Regions from separate parts of the Mus musculus genome. Here region 1 is linked to region 2. The links are chromatin contacts, called in public HiChIP or PLAC-seq maps. All regions are on one chromosome and are shown on one strand. The core of a region is the stretch at or near the end of the contact, and the rest is flanking DNA. Distances in the headings are between cores, read along the strand shown.

Region 1 (3,798 bases), core at 1,229-3,728, 1.2 Mb before region 2:
AATTAAGTACCACACTCCTTCATTCATTTAGAATTTTCCTTGAAAATGGTGTGTTAGAACTCCAACCAAGAACAGGCAGAGACTCCGGGTTTACAAAGAAATTGTTACTTTTTACTGTTGAACTTACAGGAGAATCACCCTTATGCCCTTTGTATCTTCAGACTAAAAACTGTCCCATGGGAGAAATAGGGAAGGGACCTGTGAAGAAAGGTTATTCTTCTTGAAATTAAAAAAAATGCATTTAATATGAAGAGAAAATTTTAAATTAAATATCATTAAATAAAGGCAAGTTATAAAATTCAATTATTTCTAGTATACAATAGGCCCTCAAAATTAGAGAAATCTTAAATATGATCCAAGTGATTCTTCTCTGTCCTCTTTCGTGACGCGTTAGTCAAGAAAGTGTGTTTCCTGAGACACACAACTTCCATAAGTGAACTAATAGTGCTTTTAATTTCCTGTGCAAACAAAGTGATATGTATGTGTGTATATATATATAATCTCAACTCTTCTTTTAAAAATAATTAAGATTCTTCAACTCTCACAGAACAATGAATGGTGCCTCGCCTGTTTCACCTAAGTGACAAGCAGTTAAATGTCCCCCGCTATATTTCTTACTTAATTGCCATAATTCATCAGAAAATTTTATGACCAAGATACCAGTTTTGGGATTATATGAAGCATAATTTTTTAAAAATAAAAATTGTAAGAAGAAAACTCAGAGATGCAGCTATACTATAGTATTTTACTAAGGAGAGTTTGCACTCTCCTTTGGGTTATTGGAGAATGTGTAACTTAGACAAAGATTCACACTTTAAAAGACAAAAGACAGTGTATTCGTTTTGCACAGAAAGCTCAATGAGCAGATAATATTTCATCCCATAGAATGTGGAATGAAATTTTCCAGGGGTGAAAATAAATGAAAGGCGAGACTTTATGGGTACAGCAGCAACATTTTCTCCCAGAACTTTCTTTAACGGAGCCACCGCTGATGCTCAATACAAACCTCCCAGCTTACTTAGTGACCCAGATTCTTCTAGTATTTTCTCTTTCAGTATTTCATTCAGCCAGAGGAAGTTTTCTTGCTTCCAGTCTGCCTACCTCCCCCACTCTCCTTCACCTCCAGGACAGCTGGAAACTGACCAAAGAAAACTTTTGCCTTCGTTTACAAATTCCTGTTTTATCAGCATCTTTTTAGACAACGTGCCTTATCATTTCAAAGGCCCAGGACAAGTGAGAGCCTTGTTAAAAAAAAAAAAAAAAAAAAAAAAAAAGATGGGCCAGCAGGCTCAGCTGACCAGCAAGTATCAGCCATTCTTGGATTTTAGAAGAACAATTTCAATGTTATCTAGTGAGCCCACTAAAGACAGAGCGCTATTCCCCTGGCCTGCTAAGTTGCTGAGTCAGTAAGATGTGGGTTTGGCACTTGGGCCCTCATCTCTGGCTAAGTGCGTTTGCATTGTCTGATAGTAAAATAACAAAACAAAAAAGCAAAAAACAAAAGACTAGACTGCTTCTTATCGTTAGGTACTATTATTTCTGGTGTTTCTATTATATAGATAAACAGAAAAGCTCCCTGTTCATACAAGAGTTTTGAAAATTGCATTTTTTTCCTTTAGGGCAAAATGCATTCATTCCTGGAGTGTTAGAGGTTGCATACATAGCTCATCCATGCTCGAGTTTAAGTCTCTGAATTATCAGTTTCAACCATTCAAAACTAAGTCTCGTTCAGTTTTTGCTACTTGTCTGGAGTGAGGTTTTTTTCCCCACCTTTTATTTTGAAGCGGAAGACCCTTACATTTAAGAAAGCATTTGAACGATCAACATTTAGACTTATAAAAAACACACAGAAAATCACAATTTACCATACGACCTTGCTCTTTTGAAAGTTAAGTTCACGGTTATCTGTCCCTTAGCTCAGTGTCTCCAGCGTCTTCACACAGGTGATGGGATCTCTATCTAGTTCCCCAATCACAGACCAGGTACGCAATCCCAGAGGCCTTACCCGCTGGTCTTCCCTGGAGCAGTCCTCTCCCCTGGCAGAGTCCCTGAGGGCTTCTTGGTCCCTAGTTTGCAAAACCTGTGAAGAGAAACACTGGATATGAGATTCAACAAAGGAGCACCCAGCTGTCCTCTCCTTGGAAGCAGCACATTGTGTCCCCAGCCGTCCATGGCGTTGCTGGCCCTTGCCCAGTCTAACCAATGTGCAGACTACTGTACAACGGCATTGTCCTGAACAGGTAGTCTGAACACTGGGGCGACGGAGCAGGATCTCCTGAAGCTTCCATCGGTGTGTGGAAAATCCTGTCCCGGGGCTGGGGAGAGCCTGTCTTCCTGCACCAGGGGCTTGTTCAGCTTCCCCCCTGAACCCTGTCTGCTGCATCGACTGAGACACACTAAAGGGCTGTGATTTCCAGTCTTGACGTGGCACATTTGCAGCAGACTAGGGAACTGGCAATGAATTTAGGACCAGGAAAAGGGGGAGGGCTGGGCTGGAGAGTCCATATATGGGATGATGTCACCCTGGGGAGGTTTGGGTATGCGCTGTGCCGCTGGAGAGACCGCTAGAATCGCCTGCTCTCAGACATGGGTCTGTGCATAAAATGGTACCAGATGTTTTCGTGTAATGTTAAGCAGTCATTTCATCTTCAGGCCAGATTTTTTCCCTCAACTGGGCAGGAAGTGGGGCCCCAGTATGGAAAAGCTGTAAAAAAAAAAAAAAAAGGCAAGATGTACAGTTCTGCTGTGGCCAACCGAAAGTGAGTTGAGAGTAGAAGTACAAATTTGTTGCCTGATCTGGGCTGAAGAAGTAATTTAAAGATAGAAAGATGACAAAGCAGTAAGCAGAAAGTCAAACACTGTTAAGCAGGCAAACTTCGAGGCCTTTTTTTTTTTTTTTAACTTTCCTGCGATACTTTGTTTTCTTGTATTTTACTCCTTAGTGAGGTCAGATAAGTTGGGGCTCCCCCCTTTCTTTTCCTCCTCTTCCCCCTTCTCCCTCCTCCTCCTCCTCCTCCTCCTCCTCCTCCTCCTCCTCCTCCTCCTCCTCCTCCTTTTCTGCTGGACCTGTCAGCAGCTTGCAGGCTGCTCTAGACTTGAGCAGTAATTACAGCAACTTCCTGAAAGTGAAGCCCCCATGAAAAGTCTGGAGAAATGCTCTTTGTCATGGCCTCTCCATGAGTAATTAGTTCCATATGTGGCCTTCCTCGTCTCCCTCCCTCAGCTCTCTTGGCTGGCTCTCTGCATGCCGTTCTATAGCCTTACCTAAGGAAATGTTAAAAAGTTTAGACTTCAAGCACCCACACTGCTGTACCGCTCTTTTCTGAACATTTCCCTCTGGTAGAGCCACACGGTTAAGGACAGCATTGTTTTATCCTGCTGGCTACTCCCAATTCTGTTTGAATACTTTTGTTTTGTTTACATGGTGTTCTGATGATGAGGTTTATCTCTGGTTAAGTAAATCTGTTGAAACTGGCCCAGTGAAGCTTGACCACTTACAAACTCTCAGCTCGCTTGGCCTCTAGTCCTCTGTCCCAGTTGTTAACTGTTTCAAATTATGTAGGCTGTTGAATGTTGTGAACATGAGGTCCCCTAACTTGTTTTCCACTGTATTCTGATTGATATTAGATTTTTGTCTCAAATAAGAGCTTTATCAATTGGCCTTGTAGAGGTCACAATGTGGGAGATTTTCTAAATCTAACTCACAGGATGAAGGGCTATAGTATTTTTGTAAGAATTAGAGCCCGAACAACTTATTTGTACCTGCCTTCTATGACACTTTTGAGATGTACAAATCTA
Region 2 (3,859 bases), core at 160-2,659:
CAAAATTGCTTACATTGCGCTCGCTCTGTTATCCAGCTTCCTGACGAGTCCTGGGGGGGGGGAATCTTTATGTAAAAACTGCTTACTCTGTAAGTAGCCCCCAAATCATTATTTTGTGTGCCTCAGTTATAATCATGGTGGTTTAAAGCTATCGTCACCCCAGCTGTCAAGAGTAGCAAATATGATGTCATCATTGTGGCACTGTCCTTTCAACCTAACTTCTCATTACTATTCAGTACTCACCTCGTAAGCCTTCATCCTCCTTTGCCACAGAACTGGAAATAAGAGATGTGAACAGTCAGTCCCCTTCTTCACGGAACTAAACCCTTTCCAGTAGCTGAATTAAAGCCTCAGAAAAGTGTTTTTCAGAAATCCCTTCTGTCCACTACTCTCATACCATCATGGGCTTTGTGGTCATTATGTTCTAGTCATGCCCCTCCCCCACTGAGTTACCTGGCTGTGAGATCCCACAAGATGTCCCATCACAGAGGTCCACACTGCCATTCCTAAGAAAAATGTTAATCTTTAGTAGTTCTACTTCCACAAAATGGACCTGTCTTACAAAGAACTCCGTCCACATAGGCACTGTTGAGTTGCACATATCCAGCAGTTACATATAAGTCTCTAATCCAGGTACTTCCCAAGAGCAATCGTCCTCTTTGTTAGTGACTAAGGCCTGCTGGCAATCTCTAGCAAAAGCCTTCATCCCATGGTGATCGCGAAAGAAACACCGCGTGGCTTCGCATTCCACCCCCGTTGAACCGTGCACGAGGTGACTCAGCATGCTCTGCCATCAGAATCGTTGGTATTCATCAACAAGCTCAGTTGTCCCTACCAACATAGCCTTCATCATAGCATGAACACGCATGCTGAGTCGTCTTTGTCTGGTGTCCAGACCAAAACCCAATGCTATTTTATGTCACAAATACACGCAGAACCAACCTCCTAAAGTTTCCAGCTTGTGCCCTGAACTAAGCTCACCGGCTGCGCCGGGAATCCCACCAGCTTCCAGTGCTTCAGCCTCCAAGGCCCGAAGCCATAACATACTCAGGAAATTGCATACCTGCTCAGAATGCCGCACAGCTCCGAAAGGCTGAGATGGCGGCTGAGTCGAGTATATAAGGTCTTCGTGACGTCAAGACGCAAAGCTGCTTGCTGCGTCCACTTAAACCCCGCCCCTCACACGCCCTCAGACTCCTCCTCAAGCCCCACCTTCTTCAGGCCCACAAAACTTTCCCTCTGGCCACGCCCCCGAGAGCCCGGAGGGCGGAGTTGCCGCGGGCACGATAGGCCCGCCCTCCGCCTCCCTGAGGAGTACAGGCTGAGGGGAGGGGGCTCCTGCAAGGAAAGCGCTGGGGGTGGGGCGGGGTGAGGGTGACTGATTTCCTTCCGGCACGTCGCTCGCTCCGGAGGAGGGGGCGGGGGGTTTCACTTCCGGGACGGTGTTCCGGCCCATTCCGGCCCATTTCCACCCCCGGAGGTAGGTGCTGCTCCTTGACTGGGCTCGTTCCCCGCACCCCCGCCCCGTTAGCTCATACCCGACGCTCCCGGGCCGCGTCTGGGTTGCAGCCAGCTCCTGCGGCGCTCAGTCGCTGCCCCACCTCCCCTCCCAGCACTCGGCGACCTTCCGCCCCTTTGGCTCCGGGCTGTCGAGCTCGCGGGCCCGCCCCCTTGGCGAGCCCCTCCCTCAGGACCCCGCGCGCGCGCCGGGGCCACACCCAGACACACCCCCGCCCCGGCAACCTCCGCCGCCCTAGACCGATCCCGGGGCGCCGCCCCCTTCCCGGTCCCGCGCCTCACCTGTGCGCCCGCAACTCCCTTGCCGCGGGGCTCTGCTCCTGTCGAGCTTCCCGGCATCTGTGCCACCTCCTCGCTTAGCCAGGTCCCCCTTTTCCCATGCTTCTTGACACTGATAGAGGCCTCCCCAGTACCCGACTGGCCAACCCCAGCGTTCCCGATTCTCCCTTTTACAGCTCTCGCCCCTTCAGTGCCGACGCTAGAGAAAGACTTTACTCCAGGGGCTTCCTCCTCACTGGGGAATCGCTGGAAAGAGCAAACAAAAAAGGCGCTGGTGTAGGCTCCAAAATAAACATCTGAATTCGTGATGGCATCGACAGAGGCACTTAATGGATTAAAAGTTTCAAAACAAACAATAACGCTTTGGAAAAAGGTCAGATTGGTTAAAGTTGCGTCTTGAAAGCCGTGTTTGCACTTACCTGTTTACTCAATAAGTGTATTGTAAATGCGAGGTGATAAAGTGAGCTTGTCCGGACTACTTCCTGGTGTGCTGTGTAGTCTCATAAATTTAGAGAAACATTGGATGCACGGTGAGCCTAAATCCTTGTGGTATACTGGAACTACCCTCAACTAATTAAGACTATTTGATGCAATTGCAGTCTTTGTGGTGTGAAATTTCAGGCTTTATTTTTGTCAGCAGCTGTGGGAAACCAACTTTCCCAGTCAAAGTAGCATCACCACTTTGGAATACCCAAGTTTCAAGTTTGTTGGGGAGAAAAAGTATTACTTAGTTTTTGCTAACTCTGGCAACTAGGCCACAAATTCTCTGCATGTGAATTGAATGCTGACAGGGCTGTGGAATGTTTCTCAGAGTCACCTCAGAGTCCCATATTCAAAAAGTGGGAGCTCAAACTGGTAAGCTTAAAAATATGGGCCTAATCGGGCATGGTAGTCAAACACCTCTAACACGAGCATTCTTTAATCTCAGCAGAAGCAGTCAGCTCTTTTTGAGTTAGAAACCAGATGGTCTACATAGTGAGTTCCAGGAATAGCCTGGGCTTCATAGACCCTGTCAAAAACAAATATCTGGTGGGTGGCTTAATTCTAGCATTCCTGGAGGTAGATCGCTAAGTTCCAGGCTAGTCTGGTCTACTGAGCAAGTTATAGGGCATCCAGAGCTATATAGAGGGACACTGTCTCATGGGGAAAAGTAGTGATAATAGCGACCATTCATGTAGGATATTAGACTTTATACCCAATCTGTATGTGTTTGATGCCCCTTCTTAGTGAACTCCTGTCTTTATTTTATATAGTCTACTAATAAAGTATGGGCATAGCTTGAATTTTTCGCAGTGTAGCAGTCACTTTTTTGTGTGTTAATTACATTTTACAGTGAAATCTAAAATACCTTGTACCAGGCTCGGCAGCTTACAGTAATCCTAGCACTTAGGAGGTAGGATCAGGAGTTTGAGGCCAGCCTTATTACTAACAAAACACCTGCTGGCAATTCTGTTTCTACATCCAAACATAAGGAAGATCTCTCTTTCTATATGAAGAATTCTTTTTTTCTCCCTGAGACAAGATTTCACTTATTTAGCCCATACTCATGATTCTCCTGCCTCTTCGGTTTTCCAAGCGCTAAAATTACGTATGTGTAGCTGGCACTCATGGAAAGATTTTCCATTTGTAGGGATGTTTGAACTAAAAAGCACAAAGGGAGTCAAACTAGTACTAAGACTGTGCTTTGCTCTTTCAGCAGGGTTGAATGTCTGCCTGTGCTTTCAGGCATGACCATGGAGAAAAGTGGGAACATACAATTGGAGATCCCCGACTTCAGCAACTCTGTTCTGAGCCATCTCAACCAGCTACGAATGCAAGGCCGGCTCTGTGATATTGTGGTCAATGTGCAAGGACAAGCTTTTCGGGCTCACAAAGTAGTACTGGCTGCCAGCTCCCCTTATTTCCGGGATCACATGTCCTTGAATGAAATGAGTACTGTGTCCATTTCTGTCATCAAGAACCCTACTGTTTTTGAGCAACTTCTTTCTTTCTGTTACACAGGGCGGATATGCCTGCAACTAGCAGATATCATCAGCTACCTAACAGCTGCTAGTTTTCTGCA

The links. HiChIP or PLAC-seq counts read pairs in DNA pulled down with a chosen protein or histone mark.
Region 1: a contact with region 2 is called in an H3K4me3 HiChIP or PLAC-seq map of embryonic limb bud, with 2.6 times the contacts expected there. The contact joins the promoter of Dnm3os here to the promoter of Zbtb37 in region 2. A contact is called at or near these places in 1 of 39 promoter capture datasets (cranial neural crest), 1 of 115 datasets of contacts at active chromatin or transcription factors (embryonic limb bud) and 1 of 9 other capture datasets (adipose tissue).

What each region holds. Positions count from the first base shown.
Region 1 is chr1:162,216,303-162,220,100 of GRCm38.p6, reverse strand. Dnm3os (dynamin 3, opposite strand) reads right to left here and starts at 2,478. Exons shown (of 1, transcript NR_002870.2): 1 at 1-2,478. The region is part of intron 14 of Dnm3 (dynamin 3); the gene reads left to right. It overlaps Mir199a-2 (microRNA 199a-2), which reads right to left and starts at 2,287; the gene lies at 2,178-2,287.
Region 2 is chr1:161,032,399-161,036,257 of GRCm38.p6, reverse strand. It overlaps Zbtb37 (zinc finger and BTB domain containing 37), which reads left to right and starts at 1,409. Exons shown (of 5, transcript NM_001356489.1): 1 at 1,409-1,480; 2 at 1,974-2,170; 3 at 3,497-3,859. The coding sequence starts at 3,525. It overlaps Gas5 (growth arrest specific 5), which reads right to left and starts at 1,657. Exons shown (of 11, transcript NR_166052.1): 1 at 1,539-1,657; 2 at 454-506; 3 at 244-275; 4 at 14-50. LOC115487643 (a small nucleolar RNA gene) reads right to left here and starts at 864; the gene lies at 785-864. LOC115487678 (a small nucleolar RNA gene) reads right to left here and starts at 408; the gene lies at 347-408. It also overlaps LOC115487638.